Regions from separate parts of the Drosophila melanogaster genome. Here region 2 is linked to region 1. Evidence: chromatin contacts called from public targeted proximity ligation data. All regions are on one chromosome and are shown on one strand. The core of a region is the stretch at or near the end of the contact, and the rest is flanking DNA. Distances in the headings are between cores, read along the strand shown.

The links.
Region 2: a contact with region 1 is called in a targeted proximity ligation map of the Kc167 cell line, with 7 times the contacts expected there. A contact is called at or near these places in 5 of 107 Hi-C or Micro-C datasets (the Kc167 cell line, eye imaginal disc, head and 2 more) and 1 of 7 datasets of targeted methods (the Kc167 cell line).

The regions. Positions count from the first base shown.
Region 1 is chr2L:21,678,963-21,684,841 of dm6, forward strand. eEF2 (eukaryotic translation elongation factor 2) reads right to left here and starts at 3,154. Exons shown (of 5, transcript NM_165394.3): 1 at 3,077-3,154; 2 at 2,382-2,596; 3 at 1,795-2,322; 4 at 522-1,218; 5 at 1-440. The coding sequence starts at 3,079. nolo (no long nerve cord) reads left to right here and starts at 5,144. Exons shown (of 19, transcript NM_165396.3): 1 at 5,144-5,377; 2 at 5,584-5,879. It also overlaps sncRNA:254.
Region 2 is chr2L:22,172,110-22,177,988 of dm6, forward strand. It overlaps CG3635, which reads left to right and starts at 3,306. Exons shown (of 3, transcript NM_136294.5): 1 at 3,306-3,493. The coding sequence starts at 3,341.

The DNA of each region.
Region 1 (5,879 bases), core at 1,904-4,403:
TCGTAGTCGTACTTCTCAGACAAATAACGGGCACGAGCCTTGAACTCATCCTTGGCACTCACATCGCCGTTATCAATGTCCTCGGGAAGACCGTCTGGCATAGGTAGGGCTTTCATCAGCAGACGGTTGTGCTTGTTGGGCGACTTGGACAGACACATCTGGTCGGACTCCTCCGACACAGTCTCACGGTAGGAGACGACGGGATCAGACTTCTTCAGTGGGATACAAGCGTGGTCTTCCTCTAGATCCTTAAGGCAGATCTCCAAATGCAGCTCACCGGCACCAGCAATGATATGCTCGCCGGACTCTTCGATGATACACTGCACCATAGGATCGGACTTAGCCAAACGCTTCAAGCCCTCCACCAGCTTAGGCAAGTCCGCGGGGTTCTTTGGCTCAACAGCCACGCGCACCACAGGGGACACGGAGAACTTCATGACCTAAAAACGAAAAAATTTTAAAAGTCAATAATAAATTTGTATGCTGCTTAAAAAAAGAAGAAAATGAAAAACGCTGCAAACCTTCATGTTGTGGGCGTCCTTGAAGGTGGTAATCGTACCGGTCTTAACCAAGAACTGATCAACACCGACCAGACCGCAAATGTTGCCAGAGGGCACATCCTCGATGGCCTCGACGTAACGACCCATCATGAGAATTGTGCGCTGAATAGCCTTCTCATATAAGTCCTCCTTCTTGCCGGGAGTGTAGTTGGGGCCCATGATTCGGCACTTTTGCCCGGTGGCCACCTTACCGGCGAACACACGACCGAAAGCATAGAAGCGACCCTTGTCAGAGGTCGGTACCATCTTAGAAATGTACATCATTAGAGGACCATCAGGATCGCAAGACTTAACGGCGATAGCGGCCTCATCGTCATGGGGACCTTCGTACAGCATCTCCATGCGGTACTTCTGGGCAACCACTGGCGACGGCAAATGAATAGCAATCATCTGAAGTAAAGCCTCGCCGGCTGGCAGCCAGGTGCGCATCACAGTCTTCAGCAGAGCTTTGCCATCTTTGTCCTTGTCTTCATGCTTCAGAGTCACACCGATTTTCTCGAGCAAGGTACCTATCTCCTCCTTCTTGTAATTCATAATGGCATCGAACACCTTGTAGATGGGGTCCAGGATGTACATGCAGAACGAGCGTTTGTTGTCAGCCTCTTTCTGTTTCTGCCATTTCTTGGTCTTGGCGTTAAAGAAGTTTTCACCCCACAATCTGTGAAGAAGTTGAACGATTAATTGTGCCTTCAGATATTTCTTATTAACTACTTATCACTTAATGAAATGCTTAATGACCAGTTCAAATCGCTTATTTAAAAAAATAATTAATATTATTTTTCTGGAAATTTTGTATAATACAAAATGATTCATTTCAGCCAATAAATTTGTTGCAAATTTGATTTATAAATTTTAAGTCTTAGATATCAAAAATGACGTCCGAATATATCGATTTGTATAATATGAGGCCAAACAACAATTGATTTCAGATATATGAAGAAATTATGTGAACAATAAAAGATTTCTGTATACAATTTAAAAATAATTAGTGTAAGGTAACTGCCTTAACATGACTCGTTTGAACATTAGGAAAGCGGTCCCGAGTCAGCGTTTAAACAGCATCCGAAAGTTTATTCTTCTTCTATTTAAGGTCCACTTGTGGCGCCGTCAGCACGAGAGACTCTAAAAGGACTTTCCTTGCGGAGATGTCTTTCAAGAAGCCGCCCGCTAAGCGCCACACGTTTTGTGGTAGAAGTTTGAAAACATTTACAAACAAACTTGAGACATGACTCACCGGTTCATTAGCTTGACAACATCAATCTTGAATTTCTCGGAGTACATCTCAGAGAACTGCTTGAGGGTGAACGCCCAGCCGTGAAGCCCAGAACCGAAGCCCACTGATCCCTTAGAGGGATCCACGCGAACCTCACCCATCGGTCCTCCGTCATCGTTATAGGTGGCAATGATAACGTTTACGTTCTCGACGATGCGCTGGAAGGTCTGGTACAGCTCCTCGGCATCTAGTTGCAGCTCAAGCAGAGCGCGGTCCATTTTGTTCATGAATAGGATGGGCTTAATACGCTCAGCGATGGCCTGACGCAGCACGGTTTCGGTCTGGACACAAACTCCGGAGACGCAGTCTACAACAACGAGTGCACCGTCGGTTACACGAAGGGCGGCGGTCACCTCCGAGGAGAAGTCAACGTGACCGGGCGAGTCGATCAAGTTGATCAGGAAACCCTTGCACTCCTTCTCGCGCTGATCGGGGTGGGTAATGAACACCAGATCCTTTTCCTCCACCTCAAAGTACATGGAAATGGCACTGCAATAATGAAAGGCGGATTAAAAAAGCCGTGGGTGCTGGAACATGACTGGTCTTACGTCGACTTGATGGTAATGCAGCGCTCCTGCTCGTCCTTGCGGGTGTCAGTGAAACGAGTCTCACCAGCCTTGGCTCCGGCAATGATACCAGCCTTCGACACAAGGGAATCGGTCAGAGTGGACTTGCCGTGGTCTACGTGGGCAATCACAGACATGTTGCGGATGTTCCGCTTCTTGTCCATGAGGCCACGGATCTCGTCGACGGTGAAGTTGACCTGTAAAATAAATAAGGCATCGTTATGTACATATTATAACGAGTTTCCACTCGATCTATACACAGTGCTGATTTAAAAATGGCGTCCATACACACACTAAGTCTTCACAGTCGTGCAAAGGTCTTTGAGGTTAGATAAGAACTAAAAACCACAAATCACTCACTCGCGAGTATGGGCATCGATAAATATAGCAATATACATCTATTCCTTGGGTATTTCACAACAAGCACCAAACAGGATCACATTCTAGCCAAATTTCAATAGAAAATTGCATACGTCATTCCTAGTCTTTGTCTTGCATTTCACCATAATGCACACACACACAACAAGCAAACGTGAAAATATGTGGACACATCATTTCACCAAGTAATGGTTGAGACATCTGCACTTTTTGCACTGGGCATTAAAGATATTAATGCAGGTCGCCTCTAGGCCTTTTCTGTAGATATGGGGCTATTATTTCTGACTTTGGGCACCTACCATTTTGGATGTATGGAGATTTTCTCGCGGACCAAAAAAACACTACGCCTTTCAACGGCGTTTCGACAGGAAAGAGCGAGGCGCTGCAGCGACCATAGAGCTGGGACAATTCTTGATATTTTCGATAGTCGGAACCAGTAGTTGATCGATAGTAGTTCACGTGACAGATTCATCAGATAGTTATTTTGCATGTTTACTTTATAGTTTTTAAACTTTTATTTTACAGAATGACGTTTTCGTAATTTTCCACGTAATTTTCCGCGTCGAAATCGTGGTTGTTTATATAGCCATAAATAAATATTGCTAAGCACTATTATTAATTTACATACATCCGCTTAAATTTCTTCTAAATTATTTTTCTTAAAAATAATCTAATCTATATATATATATTTCTTTATCGCTTAAACTATCTTATGAAAAATAAACTTTAAGTGAAAGCTAGTTATATTCTCATTTGCTCATAGATGCCGAGCCTTTAAAGTTAACGACTTATGATAGTTTCGATCAAACGGCATTTCGAAATTCTACGCACGCAGTAATATTTAAAGTATAGCAAGCGAGAACGCTATCGTCGATTTTTACGACTATTAGATACCCATTACATAGCTAATGCGATTCTCTAGGAAAATATTTAAAAATTTTGTTGGCGTTGCGGTAGGAATTAAAAAAAGGTTTGAATTGTGGGCTTGAAAACTTATTGAGGTTTGTAGGTGTAAGAGTGGGTCACGCCACGGCATATCGACAGAAATTTGGCAGACAAATAATAAAACGAAAAAAATCAAGAGATCCGAAAGTCAAATTTTCCGACAAGAAGTTTCAAAATTTGTAAAAAATGCGGTGGAAGGTCATGGCGTAAGTGTTTTTGGTATTCATTATACCCGCTACTCGTAGAGTATAAGGATATCGTTTGTTCGTTGAATGGTATGTAACAGGCAGAAGGAAGCGTTTCCAACCATATTGCTCAGGATCAATAGCCGAGTCGATCTAGCCATGTCCATGTGTCCGCCTATCCGTATGAACGTTGAGATCTCAGGAGCTATAAAAACTAGAAGGCTGAGATGCCCACTCTAACGCCCTAAAACCGCACCATTAACCATTTTTCCAAATTTGTTCATAATTTTATTAGTCTTGTAAATTTCTATCGATTTGCCAACAACAAGATAATTATTTTATAAATTATGAAATATGGCGTTCGCATTCACACTAGATAAGTAATGGGTGTTTGATACTCAGGGAACTCTACTATAGCGTTCTCTCTTCTCTCCTTTTGCTCTAGCGTCACTTGAAACTTTCGAATTAGACGGCCTCATGTCACCTCTGAGTTCAGGTTCGTATCATTGATAAAGCAGCCTTGGAAACTCTACTCTACTGTACCCTATTCTCCACTTGCGATCCCGCTTATATCAGATATTTTATTTTTTCTAAAAAACGTGGAAAACTAACCAGGAACTAGAGATATTGGTCAATTGAAAGGAGGACAACAGTTGAATATTTTCAACCCGGGGAAGACAGAACGCCTAATTGGTATATTTTGAATAAAACTTTTTAATTAAACCATAGCCAAACACCTTTCCGCCCAAAATAATGCTTTGTTTACATACACGTACCATGTTGTCTCTCTTTTGACAAACGTTTTGATATTTGTTGATTTTTGTATTCGTTTTGTAAATTTCCATAAATTTTTAAAAATTAAACCACGTACATATTTGCCCACCGGTGCCCACGCATCAAATATAGAAATGGTTCGTGAAGCTGCTTCAAACTGTAGAATAGCTCTCTTGCTGAATTTAACAGCTTTCGGGAAAGAAAAGAGCTTTTTCTTTTTCTCATTATTGTGTTCCACATTAAAAAAAAATCACTCAAACAATACCCCTCACCACCTAGAACTCACCTCACTTACCCCTCACCAACCAGAACTCACCTCACTCGAATTCAAAAACTCACTCGTTCCAATGTTGCTGCAGCATTGTTGCTCGCATTTTGAGTCAAGCTCGTTCTAATGTTTCGGCAGCATTGTTGCTGCGCGAAGACGGCCGGCAAATGAAAATGATGACGACGCGGGCGAACAGTTTTCAAGTGATTTTCCGAGCTCGCGGGCTGTGCTAACGGTAAAGGAAAATTCAGTGATTGGGGACTTTCACGTTGCACAGTTGATGTATTGCTTTGTGCGCGACGGTGTTGTTGTAGTGCGAAAGCAACAAATATTCAAAAAGATTCAGTTAAATTACGTGATTAAGTGGTCTAGGATTATCCACTTAAAACCGTTTGCAAATATTATCAGTCACCTTTTGCTCAAAAAATGTAAAGTTAAACGTTTACCGACCAATTTGAGCCGAAATATTTAAAGTATACTTTATGTTGTGTTTTCGACAAAGTGAAAAATTATAATACTAGAAATTTACAAAATATGTGAAATGATATATATGATCGAAATAATATAATTTCAATAATAAAAAATTAACTTATGCTGACAAAAATTATATGTTTTATTTCTTTTCTTTACTTAGAACATACATTTTAATTACTCAATAAAATGTAACATTTAATATGAAACCAAAAGTAATATAAACAAAGCTCTATAAAAAACGACAGGCAAACCAACTATTATATAAATCATAATTAGAAACTACAACGCAGAAAAAGGAGCAATAAGCCTAAAATACTCTTAAACCGTCAAATGCATCATTTTGGAAAAGCATGTTCCATCGTTTTTGTCGCACGAAAAGTTAAAACGATACTTATTGTCCAACGAGTGGCAATTGCGTCAATCTAAATTTTAATTTAGTTTGAGTGTGGAAGCTTC
Region 2 (5,879 bases), core at 2,056-4,555, 490 kb after region 1:
TTGGAGCTAACTTCTTTCGTAATACAAGGTTTCAAAACTAATCTTTAAACAGATGTCATCTACACTGATTTTAGTAAAGCATTTGACTCTTTTAATCATTATCTTCTAATAAGAAAACCTGATCTTATAGGTTTCCCCGTTGATCTTCTAAATTGGATTTCAAGCTATCTGAATGGCAGGACACAACAAGTCCTCTTTAAAAATTCTTTATCTTCTATTCTCCGAGTCTACTACTTTTCCGAGACTACTTTTAATTAATTTATCGTCCCTAGCTAACCGTAGAACTATGCTTGGAACAGTCTTTATTTGTAAGCTTATTCGTGTTGATGTTGAGAGTCCCGACTTGATTAGTCGGCTTTACTTCTCTGTTCCAAGTAGATTCACTAGAAACTATTTACCCCTTATCTTAAATCATTGTAGATCTAACTATGAGTTGCATGACCCTTACAGAGTTTTATGTTCTGACTACAATAGACTTTATCCTATTATCTGTAATCTTGACTCTCTGCCGCTCTTAAAGCAATCGATTTTAACTTTTCTATTACATAATTAGATCCTACTAACACTAATATTTAATATAGTTATTTTACAATTTATTCATTTCCTCGTTCCTGTTCTCTTTTTTATATCGCGTCTATATCTTCTCGCGAATCGAGCTGTACGGCAGCGCCCCTCGGTCGGTTGGGCGGGAGGTGTGGCCGTGGGACCCGTGCGAAACAAAAAAAACACACAGGCTACGTGCTGTGCTGGACAATATGGACACTGAAGTGAATGAAAAATCGCACTCGGCTTCTCCGACATGCATAAATATGTATGTATGGAGTCCATACTATAGACGCCCTTTTTCCTCTTCACTATTCTCGTTGTCTGCGCAACGTTTTCTGGCGCGTAAGCGAGGCATGTCTGTTCTGCATCTCTTCACAAAATCGGAATTATGCATAGTTCCTAACTCTACACGCATCACCAACACATTTTGGAGACCCACTCCAGTCGACATACATCAATACTAATGCACACCGCATTTTTCTGTACTCTTTCGTTATTCCTGCAGACATCTACTTCCCCCCGCTCCTACCAGCGACCAGACTACGGTGCCAAGCAGAAACACGCAATTACTAGAAATGTCGTTATATTTAAATTATCAGCGACATATACATATGTATATATTTAGAAGCTTTGTGTTGTAAGAAGGCGTTGCGTTCACATAATTGATACATTTTCTTTTATTAAATTATTAGTATTTCGTAATTTATTGCTAATATGTCATCATTTTTTCAGTTGACAGTTTTGGGTGGTTTGTGTGGGCGTTATGGTGGGCGTGGCATAAAGTTGTTTGACTAATCGATAGAAATTTACAAGACTTATAAAAATATGAAATACTATCAACAAATTTTCAAAAGTGAGGCCGTGGCACTTATGAGCGATTTGTGGGCGTCGTAAGTAGTTATTTGAAGATAAAAATGTACACGAAAATCAAAATATGAAAAAATATCAAAACATTTTTCAAAAGTGGGGGCGTTAGAGAAGGCGCGGCAAATGTTTGAAAGCTGCAAATTTAAGTTGTTTATATTTAATTATTAAAAAAATAGTTTTTATATTTTATTAATTAATATTTATTCGGTAATAGACTTTTTCTCTTATACTATTACAAGACACTTTATTACTAGCTTATCTTTGATTTAAAGCTGTTCACGATCTTGTCCCGATTCAGACTGATCTCCTAAATCCTAATCCTCATCCACCCAACCTCGGCCAAAAGCTTTTCTTTAGGATTTTTTTGAGCTTTTAAATATGTTTAGGATAAAAGCTTTACACTGAAATTATTTCCCAGCATTGTGAAATTCAAATTTGCTGACTGACGCAGTTTGACTGAAGCGCAATAAGTTGACCATGGCTTGGTCTCCAAGTGGAAGTTGTGTTTACTTTAAGTTTGGTCCCCTACTGATACAATGACGACGTCAAAAAAAAGCTAACGCTTGTGACCAATACTCGCGATGACACATGGGCAAGAGGGAGCTGATCTGCTCAACGCCTAAGTTAGAGCCGACGACCTGCAGGTCAGGTCTCAAAAAAATCGCGAAGAACTGTGATCTGATCGAAAAAGGAGGTTGATCAATGGAGGTTGTGTGTGGATTTCCGACAAATAAAAGGTCCGTGAAGAACGCGAACCCGATGCCGATGATGAACTACATTTTGGACCAGTTAAGGAAGGCAAAGTACATGAACAGACTGGCTCGAGGGCCCGTCCGACAGAATCGCAAGGTGGGCGCTAGAACTGCAACAGTAAGATTTCGTAATTTCGTTTAGGAAGGGACAGCGGACGCGCTATCAAGACAACTTCTGCAGGAGACGAGCCGCAGGGTGAGTGAGAAGAACGAAGGTCATACAGGCGAGCATCAGGGATGCAGATGGACGGAGGAGATGCTATGACAGGTGAGGCTGGAACCGCAAAAATTACCTGAGAACCACGACATGCCGGCGTGCTCGCCTGTATGACTGCAGGACATATACGAAGTCGAAAGACGATTGCAAGTGTGGCAGCTCTATACCATTGGCCGGGAATGTACCGAGACGTAAGGAAGTACGTACGGAACTGCGAGAGCTGTATGAAGTACACATCTAACAAACTACAGGCAGCCGGATAGATGCTGATCCAGGTGCCAGAGGAACCATGGGCAACCGTGTGTGCAGATTTCGTGAGCCCCCTGTCGTACACATTCTAAAAACAAATTTTCTCGAAGGTTTGCTAAATATTTCTGCGCAGCACCAAAAACTGGGTTTTAATTTCATACATTTCCATTTTCCTTGAAAAAATAATGATTTTTAAGATAATGAAATTCAGTTGAAATTTAGCAGTTAGGGTCATTGTGTTGACCTTTAATATCGCTACCTTAATATTAATCGACTATGAAGAGCCGAATTTAAATACTTTTCAACAAAGCTTTATACTATGATTTCAAATGTTTTGTGCATGGTCAACCACGTAAATGCTAGTTGCCCCATTTCTATTGTATAGAATAATGAGTTTCGCCAGAACAATTGCTTCTGAACGAAGTCCAACAGCCGCTGATTAAGTGTCAGTGCCTATACTGGGACGGAGAGAATTTTAAGTTATCAGCATGAAAACGATTGAGAGCATTGTCCAATAAAATGTATGAGTGCAACTAGAATGGACGGAGCTAGACATAGCTGTCGAATCGCTATCACTAAAATCTAATGGTAACATATTTGTGTACATACATATGAACATTTAACTGATCAGTTTCAACTTTGCCGTATATTATCAACAAAGAAGGCAACAGGGAAATTAAAGTTTGCAGTTCGCTGTAGTTCAACGCAGATGTTGGACAATAATTCTTGTGCGCAAACCAATATTTTAACCAGTAAAGAAATGGCGAATAACAGCCCGACCCGCGGCTCTGTCATGCTGCTGACGCTGGTTTTGCTGCTACTGAGTAGAAAAATCGGTTTGGTAGATGGGCACAAAGTTACGGTAAGATTGTACACTGCTTGGGTCGTTAAAAAATTGTGTATAGAAAGTTAGCAATTTCCATGCTTATTATTTTTCAGTTTGACAACATTAAAAGTAAATAAGCATTTTGGATTTGAATTTATAGAAATTACATTTTTTCAATTCCTGAGTTAACAAATAAAAGTACTACCCCTACGGCTAAGTTTCAGTTTATGATCCTAACGAAATTACATGGTCTCTGGTTACAGAAATGCTTTTAACCATCTTTAAATATAATTATATATGTATCGTGCGAAATATGTTTGCCCTAATCCATAAAAGCGATAAGTGTTAATTGTCATATAACAACAATCAGCTAAAAGGGGTCCGAAAGTGCGCTTACACTTAACCACGATTGACAATTAAAAACATCAAAGTTTCCCGACTTTCAGATACCCATTACTCACTAGTGGAAGTGCGAACGTCAGATTTCCTCATTCATATCGATAAAATTAAACTAAATTAGCCATTTTTTTTGAGATTGTCTGCGAGACGGTTTTGGATGGAAGACATTAGAAGTGGCTTCGGTATATAAAAAAATATTCCAAAAGCTTGTGGGCTTGTGGGCGTTAAAATGGGTGTGACAAAATATTTTTTTGCCCGTCCTATAGAAATTTACTAACTGACTAATCAAAACACGAAAAAATATCTAAACATAAAAAAAACATTTTATAGGCGTTAGAATGGGCGTGAAGAAAAACTTGCGCTGCGTCGATGTCTCTTGAATCTGTATATCTTATCTTAACTCAGATCGACACGGCTAATGAATCTGACCAAGAATATATTTACTTTATACGGTCGGAAACGCTTCCTTCTACCTGTTACATACTTTTAAACGAGTCTATATACCCTTTTACTCTACGAATAACGGGTATAAAAAACATGTTTTAGCGGCTGAGCAAGTTTTGACTTAGCTCCAAATCTGAAATCTGTTGAGATTCTTGTCTGCGTTTGCGAACGAGATGAAATCGTTTATGAGCCATACTATAGCTGGCTAGAGATAGTTTTAGTTGCTATAATTGCTTTAAAATAGTAGCGGAGTCTCCAAAACCTTTGGCCAGAGTGAGCCAGAACCAAGTGATAACCAGAGCTAGAGGAGTTTAGTTTTCACCACCCTCAAGACCTGACTGACCGGAACATGACATAAATCCTACTTAATTCAAATCTTCTAAATATTACTGCCTAAAAATTCAATTTCTTTAATACTCTTAATCATATAATCTTTGTAAATAACTTATATAATTAAAATCGTTAAAATTGATACCGATTAGATTAAGTTGTCCAAGAAGGGTAACAGTACGCTAGTCAATTAAATAAAATAATATCGTTAAAAAAATGAGTTTAGGCATGTTGTTTATATGACATGACCGAATTCCCAGAATATTTTAATCATTTGCCTGTTATCCAGACATTGTCAAAAGGGCGATACGATAGACATCAATTGGTAGTTTTAGGAGATTTTATATATGCAAACCGATGAAATCTAGCAAATATAAAACCATAGTTTTGGGCTTTAGAAATTGACAAGACTTATGCAAAAATTAAACCTAATCTCAAAAGTGTGGGTGTGGCAGTGGTGGCCGAAGTGGGCATGGCAACGGATAACCCAAACGTGCACACTATAAAATTTTAAATTCCCCGAAATCACCTCGTTCATACAAATAGACAGCCGAATAAAACAGACTCGACTAGTTATCCGAATCAGGAAAATACATACTTTATATAGTCGGAAACGGGTCCTCCTACTTATCTTGTTTTCAAAGAATCTAGTAAGCTATTTATTGATAGGAGTAATGGGATTCTTCTCCGTAAAGCTCAATTTCTTTATCGACGGATTGCTTGACAATTCCTTTCTTCATTAAATAGGTAACAGGAATGTCTTTAAATATTTGGCTATTTCGAAGCTCCTTTGAAATGTACTGACTCCCCATATCCAGCACCTTTGTATGTAAATTATATCATTACCTAACACAGATGCAACTAACAACCACTAACCTTTTGGAGTTTATTTCATTTGTAATAACTCTAACGCCCTAAAGCCGCCGTTCCGGTCAAGCCAACACTTTGGAACAATTTCTTAGTTTTTTCTTATTTTATTCCCCAATATCTATCGATATCCCAGAAAAATTATGAAATTTCGCGTTTGCATTCAGTAACGGGTATCTGATTGTCAGGAAACTCGACTATCGCATTCTTTCTTTTTTTTTAATGCTGTAGCTTCGCGCTCGAAATTGCCTTAAACGGCTACTCCACACCGTCGATCCCGAGGGAAAGGACAGACTATTTTGTAATAGTAAGTTCGTTTTATTCTGAAATAAAGCTAAGTCTAACTTCGCACATTAGCAACTACTTAACTTATCTTACTGCA